Linked DNA regions of Mus musculus: region 1 is linked to region 2. A link is a contact called in public promoter capture Hi-C data. All regions are on one chromosome and are shown on one strand. Each heading gives the region's core, a stretch centred on a gene start, on an enhancer-like site or on the middle of the called end of the contact. The rest is flanking DNA. Distances are from core to core; before and after follow the strand shown.

Evidence for each region. Capture Hi-C pulls out chosen DNA fragments and counts their contacts.
Region 1: a promoter capture Hi-C map of liver shows a contact between it and region 2. The contact joins two enhancer-like sites. A contact is called at or near these places in 2 of 115 datasets of contacts at active chromatin or transcription factors (embryonic stem cells and pancreatic cancer cells) and 2 of 9 other capture datasets (adipose tissue and liver).

What each region holds. Positions count from the first base shown.
Region 1 is chr4:132,478,752-132,484,637 of GRCm38.p6, forward strand. No RefSeq gene overlaps it. Among named protein-coding and RNA genes, the nearest start is that of Med18, 18 kb to the left of the region's middle. Within about 2 kb of position 4,635, at least 19 of the 459 cell types and tissues checked have an H3K27ac peak or open chromatin away from gene starts, as enhancers often do. A contact at or near this core is called in adipose tissue and liver, where this site is marked.
Region 2 is chr4:132,245,520-132,250,588 of GRCm38.p6, forward strand. Gmeb1 (glucocorticoid modulatory element binding protein 1) reads right to left here. Exons shown (of 10, transcript NM_020273.2): 3 at 467-549. It also overlaps the pseudogene Gm13252. Among named protein-coding and RNA genes, the nearest start is that of Gm28874, 7.0 kb to the right of the region's middle. Within about 2 kb of position 2,137, at least 73 of the 459 cell types and tissues checked have an H3K27ac peak or open chromatin away from gene starts, as enhancers often do. A contact at or near this core is called in adipose tissue and liver, where this site is marked.

The DNA.
Region 1 (5,886 bases), core at 3,385-5,884, 240 kb after region 2:
CACACACACACACACACACACACACACAAAGCTCTAGTTTGATCCCAGCATTCTATAAACTGGGTGTGGTAATACACCAATACCCAGAAGGTGGAGACAGGACGATCAGAGGTTCAGAGTCATCCTCTAGTACATAGCCAGTTAGAGGCTAGACAATAAGCTCAAGATGGCCTCAAATACCCTTAACTCGGTGCTGGGATTACAGATATGTGCCTCCGTGTGTGGGTCTGAAGGCCAAGACAGTAACCATTTTATTTGCTTTCTACTTGGTTTGTCTTATGAGGTCTCCTAAACTGGCTAGTGAGGTCTAACAAACATCTATTCCTTTTCAAGGTGCAATGACATTTCCTAAGTCTCCAGGGACTCTCCTTTGTGGCTGAGAGTTGAGCTGGTTTTAGTTGTTCCTAAAAGTTCCCTGATTCAGAGAGCTAGTGAAGAGACTTGCTGAAGTCATGGTGACCAAAGAACCAAGAAGCATGTTCACGCTGACCCTGGGACCTGGGGACCCACACCAGAGACCACAAGCCAAAGACAAGGCCATGGTATTTCATTTCTCCAAGCTGTGCAGCTCAGCAACCCTCCCCCCTTCCCCTCTCCCCCCTCGCTCTGGCCTCCCTCGATCTGGCTCTGCTCAGACCCTGCCCCACCCTTTTTTGTTTTTGTTTTTGTTTTTCAAGACAGGGTTTCTCTATATAGCCCTGGCTGTCCTGGAACTCACTTTGTAGACCAGGCTGGTCTCGAACTCAGAAATCCGCCTGCCTCTGCCTCGGAAGTGCTGGGATTAAAGGCGTGCACCACCACACCTGGCGCCCCACCCTTTTTTAATCACACTGTAAAGCTCTTCAGAGTGTGTATATTTGAGGCAGGGGTAGTGTGTGATGTAAGGGTGTGTAGGCCAGAGTTCCTCTATCATTTTATATCTTTGAGACAGTGTAGCCCAGGCTGGCCTGGAACTCAATATATAGACCAGGCCGGCCTGGAACTTACACAGATCTATCTGCCTGTCTCGTCCTCCTGAGTTCTGGGATTATAAGTAAGTATCGCTATATCTAGCTCAAGGACAGTTTTTTGGTTTTTTTGATTTGTTTTTGTTGTTTTTCTGGTTTGTTTGTTTTGTTTTTGCTGAGGCAAGGTTTTTTAGTATAGCCTGGTTGTCCTGGAACCTGCTCTATAGATCAGGCTAGCCTTGAACTCAGAGATTCCATGGCCTGGCTAACTCAAGAATTCTGCCACAAGCAGGGCATGGTGGCGCACACCTTTAATCCCAGCACCCGGGAGGCAGAGGCAGGTGGATTTCTGAGTTCGAGGCCAGCCTGGTCTACAAAGTGAGTTCCAGGACAGCCAGGGCTACGCCACCACACCCAAGTCATTTTTTTTTCTTTTCTTTAGTTCTTTTATTTAGAGACTGTCTCATTCAATAGCCCAGGCTGGTCTTGAACTCTCAGCAATCCTGCTTTAGATAGCTCCAGTATTGTTACCAATAGAATTACATGCAAGTGCCACCAAGCTGGACCTCTATCTATCTATCTATCTATCTATCTATCTATCTATCTATCTATCTATCTATCTAACTGTCTATGGGCTGAGTCCATCTCATGTAGCCCAGGCTGGCCTAGAACTCACTTGAGATGACCTTTAAACTTGTGATTTTCCTTCCTCCTTTTCTTCAACACTGGGGTTCCAAGCATAGGACACCATCCCCACCTTTATGCTGTGGTAGGGTCACACCTAGGCCTCATAATGCCAGTTAGGCAAGCACTCTACCAACTAAGATACACACAGCCTCTTTTTACCCTTGTTTTTATTTACTTTTTTAAAAAGATGAGTCTCACTCTGAGCCCAGACTAACCTGAAACTCACTATGTAGAGCAGATTGGCCTTGAAGTTGGAGCAATCCTCCTGCCCTCAGCATCCTGAGGGCTGAGACAGACATAGGTCACCATGCCTTACTGTTTCCCCCGCAGATGCAAATAGAAATATTCACTCCCCTTCAGATCCAATATGTGATGGCTTATACATGCTTGGCCCAGGGAGTGGCACTATTAGAAGATGTGGCCCTGTTGGAGTAGGTGTGTCACTGTGGGTGTGGGCTTTAAGACCCTCATCCTAGCTGCCTGGAAGCCAGTATTCTGCTAGCAGCCTTCAGATGAAGATGTAGAACTCTCAGCTCCTCCTGCTCCCTGCCTGCCTGGACACTGCCATGGTCCTGCCTTGATGATATAATGGACTGAACCTCTGAACCTGTAAACCAGCCCCAATTAAATGTTGTCCGTCTAAGAGTCATCCTTATAAGAGTTGCCTTGGTCATGGTGTCTGTTCACAGCAGTAAAACCCTAACTAAGACACAATCTAAACTTGCCTTTCTTTTCTCTTGCTTTCCTAGTACAAATCTTGTTTTGTTTCTTACACGTCTCAACATACTGGGCACGATTCTCATTGATTCAGCTGTACCAATCTCTGTGTGTTCTAATCAGCTACAGCAGACTTCAATGTGTATCCGTATCTGGAGATGAGGAGGTAGGGCCAGGCCTTCCACAGCTAGGGTTAGATAAGTGCATTTCCAGACAAAGTATCCCCAAGCTGTTTCCAGAAGGTGAGGACGAGGCTGGATAGACAAATCCATACCCCGTTTCCAGGATACTTGAGCGGTGGCTCACTCAGCCTGTCTCCACCATGAGAACTGCTCCTAGCTCCAGAGCCATTCTTGCTCAGGGTTTGCCTACACCGTGCTGGTTGTTAAATAATGTTTTCTCCTTGCCTGCTTGAGTCCCTCTCCAGCTCAGTAGTACTTTGAGCCCATTCACAATAGTTTGGGCCCAATTTATCAACTTTTCCAGACAGATCTGTTCCTAGAGCTACACACACACATCCCGTGGCCTAACCCAGTGGACCTCAGGATCTCTGCCTGTAAAGGCAGCATCTACCTACTCATCTTCCAAGACCAGTTCACCTACATTTCTCCACTTGAAGACTTCCTAACTGCCCCCACACAACCACTTACAACTAACCTCAGAATTGCCTTACCAGCCCGCAGGCTCTGTCACCGCCTCTCATTTGTTAGATGGATTAGATTTTTACTGTCTGTATCTCCTCTGTGAGACCCTAATGCTTTTGAAGGCAAAGACTATACTCTATTTATTCTCCCATCTCCATAAAAGTCTGTCACAATGATCCTGGGTCATTTAATTAATCCTGTGATAGTGGAGAAAGGCATTCATATCTCTGAGATTTGGTGTGTGTGTGTGTGTGTGTGTGTTTTAGTTAGGGTTTTACTGCTGTGAACAGACACCATGACCAAAGCAATTCTTATAGACAACAACATTTAATTGGGGAGTGGCTTACGGTTCAGAGGTCCAGTCCATTATAAAGGCAGGAAGAATGGCAGCATCCAGGCAGGCATGGTGCTGGAGGAGCTGAGAGCTCTACATCTCGTTCTGAAGGTAAACAGGAGAAGACTGGCAGCTAGGAGGAGGGTCTCAAAGCCCACCACTACAGTGACACACTTCCTCCAACAAGACCACACCTACACCAACAAAGCCACACCTCCTAATAGTGCCATTCACTTCCCGGGCCCAAGCATAGTTATTTGTTTTGTTTTCTTTTGGTTTTTTTTTTTTTTTTTTTTTTTTTTTTTTTTTTTTTTTTTTGAGACAGGGTTTCTCTGTGTAGCTCTGGATGTCCTGGAACTCACTCTGTAGACCAGGCTGGCCTCGAACTTGGAAATCTACCTGTCTCTGCTTCCCAAGTGCTGGGATTAAAGGCATGTGCCACCACTCCCCGGCTTGGCCACACTTAAACCACCATAGTATGTATTAGGAATTTAATTTGATGCAGGCTCCCCTGTGTGCTGTAGTATCTATACAAATCTCTACCACTGAGCTATTCATCCAGTTTATTTTTTTATGAAATAGGTTTGATGATATCTCTGTCCCCATTTGTTTTGGTGTGTGTGTGTCTATGTGTGTGTGTCTGTGTCTTTGTGTGTGTTTGCGTGTGAATGCTCAAGTGTGCAGACTAAGATACATAAATAATTTAGATTTATTTATTCATTTTTGATACCACATCTCACTATGTAGCTCTGCTTGGCCTGGAACTCACTAGGCAGATCATTTATCCTGGCCTCAAACTCACAGAGATCCTCCTGCCTCTTCCTCCCAAGCAGTGAGATTAATGGCAGGTGCCATCACGCCTGACCTAATTTTTAGGCATGTATCTACTAGGCATGTCTTGCATTGGACAAACGCTCGTGTTGACAAGGCCGGAGTTCAAATGTTCTCTAGGTAAAGATCAGTACAGGTAAGGACTGTTCCAAACGTCCTTCTCCATAGGAAACAGTGCCTGGCACACAGCAGGGGAAGCGGTGAGTGTTGCTAAATGCTTCTCTCAGTAGAACTGAATCCGTTTCCGATTTGGTTGCCCTTTGCCCTGGATTGCTTAGGTCCTCTCCAGTTCATCCAGGAGGCTTCATCAGACCGTGTGACCCAAAGCTCTCTTGGAGGGTCTCACTTAACTTCTTGCTGAGCTAGACCTCATCTTCCGAGCATTCCTCTGAAGTGGGGGTTGTAGGTGGACGGTGGGCTAGGGAGGGATAGGCTGGAAGTCCTGGATCTGACACTGCCCAGAGGTCTTTGGGCTGACCCAGACAACAGCTGGAACTCATGCCAAGAGAGCGGCTACTGCCTAGTGGGAAAAGCGTTACCCTTACCCTCCCCTCCCCCACAGTCCCAGGAGTCCAAAGTCCAAGGCTGCACTTCTGCTCTGAACAGACTCCTCACCCCTTCCTTTCCAAAGGCTTTTTTTGGTGCTAAAACCACTTCTTTGGTGTGAACCTCTTCACTCCATCACGCTGTCTGCAGGATGCCTTGGAAAAGAACCATGGAGGTGTGGACTCACAGAACCCTTCCATGTCCTCCCTCCTCTGCACACAGTTTCCTCTGAAAGGGAGCCGGGAAGATGACCCAGAGATAAATCGCTACCACCCATGCTAAAACCTATATAATCGTGTCACTAATAGAACAAAGTCAGGAGATTCCTTGGGACTCCCTGGTTTCCTGGCCTGGCTTACTTTGTGAGCCCCAGATTCAGTAAGAGACCCTGTCCCCCCAAAATATGATAGGGCCTGGAGAGATGGCTCAGGGATCAAGAGCAATTGCCACTCCTCCAGAGGACTTGAGTTCAAATCCCAGCACCCATGATGCAGGGAGAAGGGCTCTCCAATCCAATACCTGTAACTTCAGTTCCATGAAATCCAATGTCTCTTCTGAGGGTACCCACACTTATGCATGGGCACACACACACACACACACACATGAATATATATATATGTGAATATACATATATGCATACATGCACCATACACACACACAACAGTATTTGCTTTCTAGTTGCCAAGTGCTCCAGACCTTACCAGGCATTGTATAGAAAACATTGTGTGTTAACGTAATTTCATTCAGAATTTTTCAAACTGGGGACCACTGACTTCTTAGACTGGATGACTTTGTAATGGGGTACATCCTGTGTGATGTAGCATGCTTAGCAGCACCCCTGGTCTTGACCCAATGAAAGTCAGAAGGACTGCCAGCTGGCACGAACAAAAATGTCTCCAGACTTTGTCAAATGTTCTGTCAGGTAAATTATCCATAAATGAGGATGTGAGAATGACGGGGGTTTGTTTTTCATAATTTGAATTTTTTTCATTATTAGTGTATGTGTGTGTGTGTGTATGAGAGAGAGAGAGAGAATGTGTGCACACCAGAACACACGTGTGGTGATCAGAAGCCAACCTGGAGGGAGGGGGCGGGTCCCTCCTTTCACTGTGTGGACACTGAGCATCTTAACAGCTCCTCAGGCCTGGTGGCAGGTGCCTTCTCATGCTGAACCATCTTT
Region 2 (5,069 bases), core at 887-3,386:
TGGCCTCAAACTCCCCAGTGCTAGGATAAAGGGCATGTGCACCCACAACCCAGCTTAGTTGTTTTTTTTAGACAAGAGTTTTTCTATGTAGTCCAAGAGCCTGAAACTCAGAGATGTGCCTGTGTTTGCCTCCTGTGTGCTGGGATTAAAGGTATGCTCCATCATGCCTGCCAAGTCTGCCATCTTAAGTGGCATTATCAGTTGGTACACTGGGTTGGTTGGGACAGAAAATAGGGCACAAAAGACCAGCAAACTCAGGCTGGGGGCCCAGCTCAGCAGTGAACATCCTGCTGGGGGCCCAGCTCAGCAGTGAACATCCTGCTGGGGGCCCAGCTCAGCAGTGAACATCCTGCTGGCTTGGACAGGGTTCTGGGTTTTATCTCCAGAGATTTCACAGCAAAAACATGCACAAACTCACCAACAAGCTGAAGTCAAAGGTACTGGGTAGAATGGCAGAAAGACTTACCAATTCCTTCCTCGATTTTGTGTATTGAGTGGGTCTCTACGGCTACAACTGCTGCGCTATTCTCCGACCCAGCTTCATAAATCCTGTAGTGAAAGTGTCCATCAATAAAAAACTATATAAGTCATGAAAAATTAATATTCATAGTAAGGGGTGAAGACATGTGTTTTAATCAGAAAGGAGTAAAATAAGGGTATTTTCGGCATGACTTTGACAGGTTTCCCATTGTAAACTTCAAGAGGCCCAGACCACTTAGCAGTTACTGCCAGAAGATGAAACAGCTCACCTCACCCCAAGTCAATGAACCCTTCTTACATTGATTCCCTTTGCTACTATGTTCCATGGACCCTCTCCTTCATAACTTTACAGATCTGTGTTACTTATGGGTATAAAACCAGATGATTGCTTATATACATCTACACATGTGTGTATGTGTGTGCACATGCACGCATGTACCTATGGAGAACAGAGGGGATGTCAGATACCGTGGAGCTGGAGTTACAAGTGGTTGTGAGCTGCCTGCCTGATGTGGGTGTTGGGAGCCAAACTTGGGTCCTCTGAAGAGCGACGTGTTCTCTCTACCTGCTGAGCCGTCTCTTCAGCCCTTCCTCAATAACTGGAGGGCAGGTTCTCACCTTCCTTTCGCTGCAGCCTCTGACACAGCTACTAATGCTGTGGGGACCCCAACCATAACATTATTTCCTTGCTGCTTCGTAACTCTAACTTTGCCCCAGGCATGAATCCTAATGTAAATTTCTGTATTTTCTGATGGTCTGAGGCAACCTCTGTGAAAGGGTTGTTCAACCTTCAAAGGGGTCTTGACCGCAGGCTGAGAGCTACTGCTGCAAATGCTCAACACACAGTAAATACTGCTTCAAGTATAGGACAGACCTGTTCATAAAATTCACCTGACTAAAACAGAGCCAGCACACAGCATGAGACAGAAAGTGGCCTGATGACCCAGAAATGGATGGCTCTTGCTGAAATCTGCACATTATAGAGTTGGGGTTTATTTTTTTTTTATAGCCTTTTAGTCTTTCAGAAGCAAATTATTGGCATAAACCAAGTATATAGTAACATGAATCTGCCCCGTGTACCCAGCAATCACCAGAGGTACCACTAAATGGGAGGTTATGCAATCTTCTGACCGTACCACAATGAACACAACCTCTCTCATGTGCTCTTTGAAGCTAATCAGGGTTGTGCCTATGTGGACTTTGATGGAGTCGGTTAGGTAAAGCAGATCTTCCCAAATGTCTCTACATTCAGATGACCTAACATGTCACACGAGTGTCCTTTGTTTCCTCTCTCATCAGTCTTGCGCACTAACCTGAACACACTGGTATCTGAAAGTACCACCGGTACACTGGTCTCTGCAGATGCTGACCCACCACCTGGTGGCACCTCTACTGTGCAGACCTCCCCATTGAATTAATTATGTTTGCAATAATCACCATGCTATTTTTATTCCTGAGCTGAGTATAATGTCACATGTCTGCCATCCCAGCACTTGAGAGGAAGAGGCAGGAAGGGCCAGGAGTTCTAGGTCAACCTGGAATGCAGGATGCTGTTCCAATAAACAAACCCAAACAATACAGAAGCCATTGTCTTACCCCATGCTCTGTCCCTGTCAGGGCTGTCACCCTGCACACTGCATGGGGACTGGGCACTACACTAGACCTCTTCCTCTTTTTCCTGCCTTTGAGTGAAGTGGTGATTGCGTCTATTTCCTTCCCTTTCTTTTGTACAGTGGACGTTAAAATAGACCCTTAGACATGGTAGACAGGCACTCTGTCACTAAACTGCATACCCAGCTCTTCTGCTAGTTTTCCGCTTTGTGCCCTCAGTTCCAACAGCTGTCAAATCTTGCCAGACAGACTCTTTAACTCCAGCCTCGTCCCTGACTCTAACACCACTGCTGCTACTTTGACTCGGGCCTCATTATGTCCAGCCTTGGAAGAGCTTGCCTAGACTCTCATTAATCCTGTATACTCCTACCAGAAAATCATGTGGTTCTCCTCCTTAAAACATTTAAAAATTGGGTTTCTTTGTATTTACAGTTCTAAGGACTAAACCCAGAACCTCTCACGTGCGTCCAGGGTTTTACCCCTCAGCTAAATTGCTATTTATTTTTTTCATCTCTTACTATTTTTTGTTTTTGGTTTATTTTTCGAGACAGGGTTTCTCTGTGTATCTCTGGCTGTCCTGGAACTCACTTTGTAAACCAGGCTGGCCTCGAACTCAGAAATCCGCCTGCCTCTGCCTCCCGAGTGCTGGGATTAAAGGCGTTCACCACCACTGCCCGAATCATCTCTCACTTTTATTTTGAGACATGGTAGTAATGAGTTGCCTAGGCTGGCCTCAAATTCAAGTGATCCTTCTGCCTCAGACTCTACAGTGCTGAAATTACAGGAAGTTCCCTCATCCCCAGCCTCCATTGTTGAGTTTATTTTTTATTTTTGCATTGCTAGGGATAATAGTCATGACTCCTGGAAGTGGCAGCATATGACTTTAATCCCAGGACTGGGGAGGCAGAGACAGGTAGATCTATTTGAGTTCAGGGGCAGCCTGGTCTACAGAGGAGCGCCAGCATGGCTATACAAAGGAACCTTGTCTTAAAAACACACACATACGCGCACGCACGCACGCACGCACACACGAACATCCCAAACCAAAAAAAAACCACCACCACCAAATCCACCTGAGGACCTCACACTTAGAGGCAGCTAGGCAAGCAGTGAACTGACTGAGCTCAGCTCTCCACCTGTCTCAGCAGTTTGCCCATCACTTGGAACTGCCAAAGGGTGGCCCAGCCCCAGGCTGGTGACGATTACTGATGTTGAGAGAGGGTAAGGAGACTCAGAGGAGGAGGAATCAGTCCTTCTCCAGACAGGTATTTACTGGGCTCAGGAGACCAGCAATGCTGCCACGGGCACGATGGGGGAGCTCACTCAGGTAATGGACATCAGCCAGCCTCCACCCTGTGCTCTAAATCACTAGTCTTCGGATAAAATCTGTCATGTTCTTCCTAGTGAGTGTCTTCCTAGTGTGTTACTGACTGTAAAACATATCATTCTGCGCTGATAATTACTTGAACCAAAATGTCAGTCTTCAGCCGGGCGTGGTGGAGGCGCACACCTTTAATCCCAGCACCCGGGAGACAGAGGCAGGTGGATTTCTGAGTTCGAGGCCAGCCTGGTCTACAAAGTGAGTTCCAGGACAGCCAGGGCTACACAGAGAAACCGTGCCTCAAAAAACAAAAAACAAAACAAAACAAAACAAACAAACAAAAAGTCAGTCTTCTCCCTGAGTGATAGTAATTTGTTCCTATAATCCCAGCAGAGGCAGGCTGTAAGTTCAAAGCCAGCCTGGTCTACACACAATGAGAGCTGCAGGACACCCAGGGCTATTACACAAAGTCTGCCTCAAAAAAGTCAGTTATGTCAAGCAGTGTTTCAGGACAGGCAAACTCAGGAGCACACCTGCCCAGGACTCAGTAAGATATTAGCTTCCTTACTTCAGGTGGACTTGTAACAGTCACACGTGACCGTGTTCTCAGCTACCCATAGATTTCAGGTATGGCCTAAGTATATGATGAAGACTCTAAGCTAAGGATCTGGTTATTTTCTATAAAAATCAGTTATTGATTCTGTGCAATGAAAAAGGAGAAGCAAGCCAGGCAGTGCTGGTGTTTAGTGGCAGCACTCAGGAGGCTGAGGCCAGCCTGCTGTACAGAGTGAGCTCCAGGGCAGCTGAGTTCTGAGGTTAAGCCTGCACCAGCCGGTTTTATGTTCCATGTGTTGCCAAAGTGTTTGGATTCTGAATATAATTTTTAATGGTAGTTATAAAACTGTATGAACAAATCAAATTTTAAAATGCTAATTAAGGGCTGGTGAGATGGCTCAGTGGTTAAGAGCGCCAACTGCTCTTCCAAAGGTCCTGAGTTCAAATCCCAGCAACCACATGGTGGCTTACAACCATCCGTAACGAGATCTGACGCCCTCTTCTGGAGTGTCTGAAGACAGCTACAGTGTACTTACATTAAATAAATAAATAAATAAATAAATGCTAATTAAACAATAATAGCAAATGGCTTAGCAGTTAAAAAGAATTAGCTGCTCTTGCAGAGGACTGGGTTCAATTCCCAGCACCCACATGATGGTACACAACTGACACAACTCCAGTCCCAGGAGATCTGACATCCTCACAGACATACTTGCAGGCAAAAAGACTAATGCACATGAAATAAAAATAAATCATTAATATAAATATTAGGTGCTTTTCCTTCTATCTAATGCCTCCAGGATAACCACTCACTCCTCTTTTGGTATGACTGTTCTTGAGCTTTGGTTACAGCGCTGTCAGTATTTAACCAAACATCCTTGGTGCTGGAGAGATGGCTAAGTGGTTAAGGGAACTCACTCTGTACAACAGGCTGGATTTGAACTCACAGAGATCTGCCTGCTTCTGCCTTCTAAGTGCTGGGACTAAAGGCGTGTGCCACCACCACTAGGCTTTTTTTTTTTTTATCACCCCTTAAAGTTAGGCATGGCAGCACCACACACCTATCCTCTCAACACTGAAGAGGCTAAGGGAGAAGGAGAGT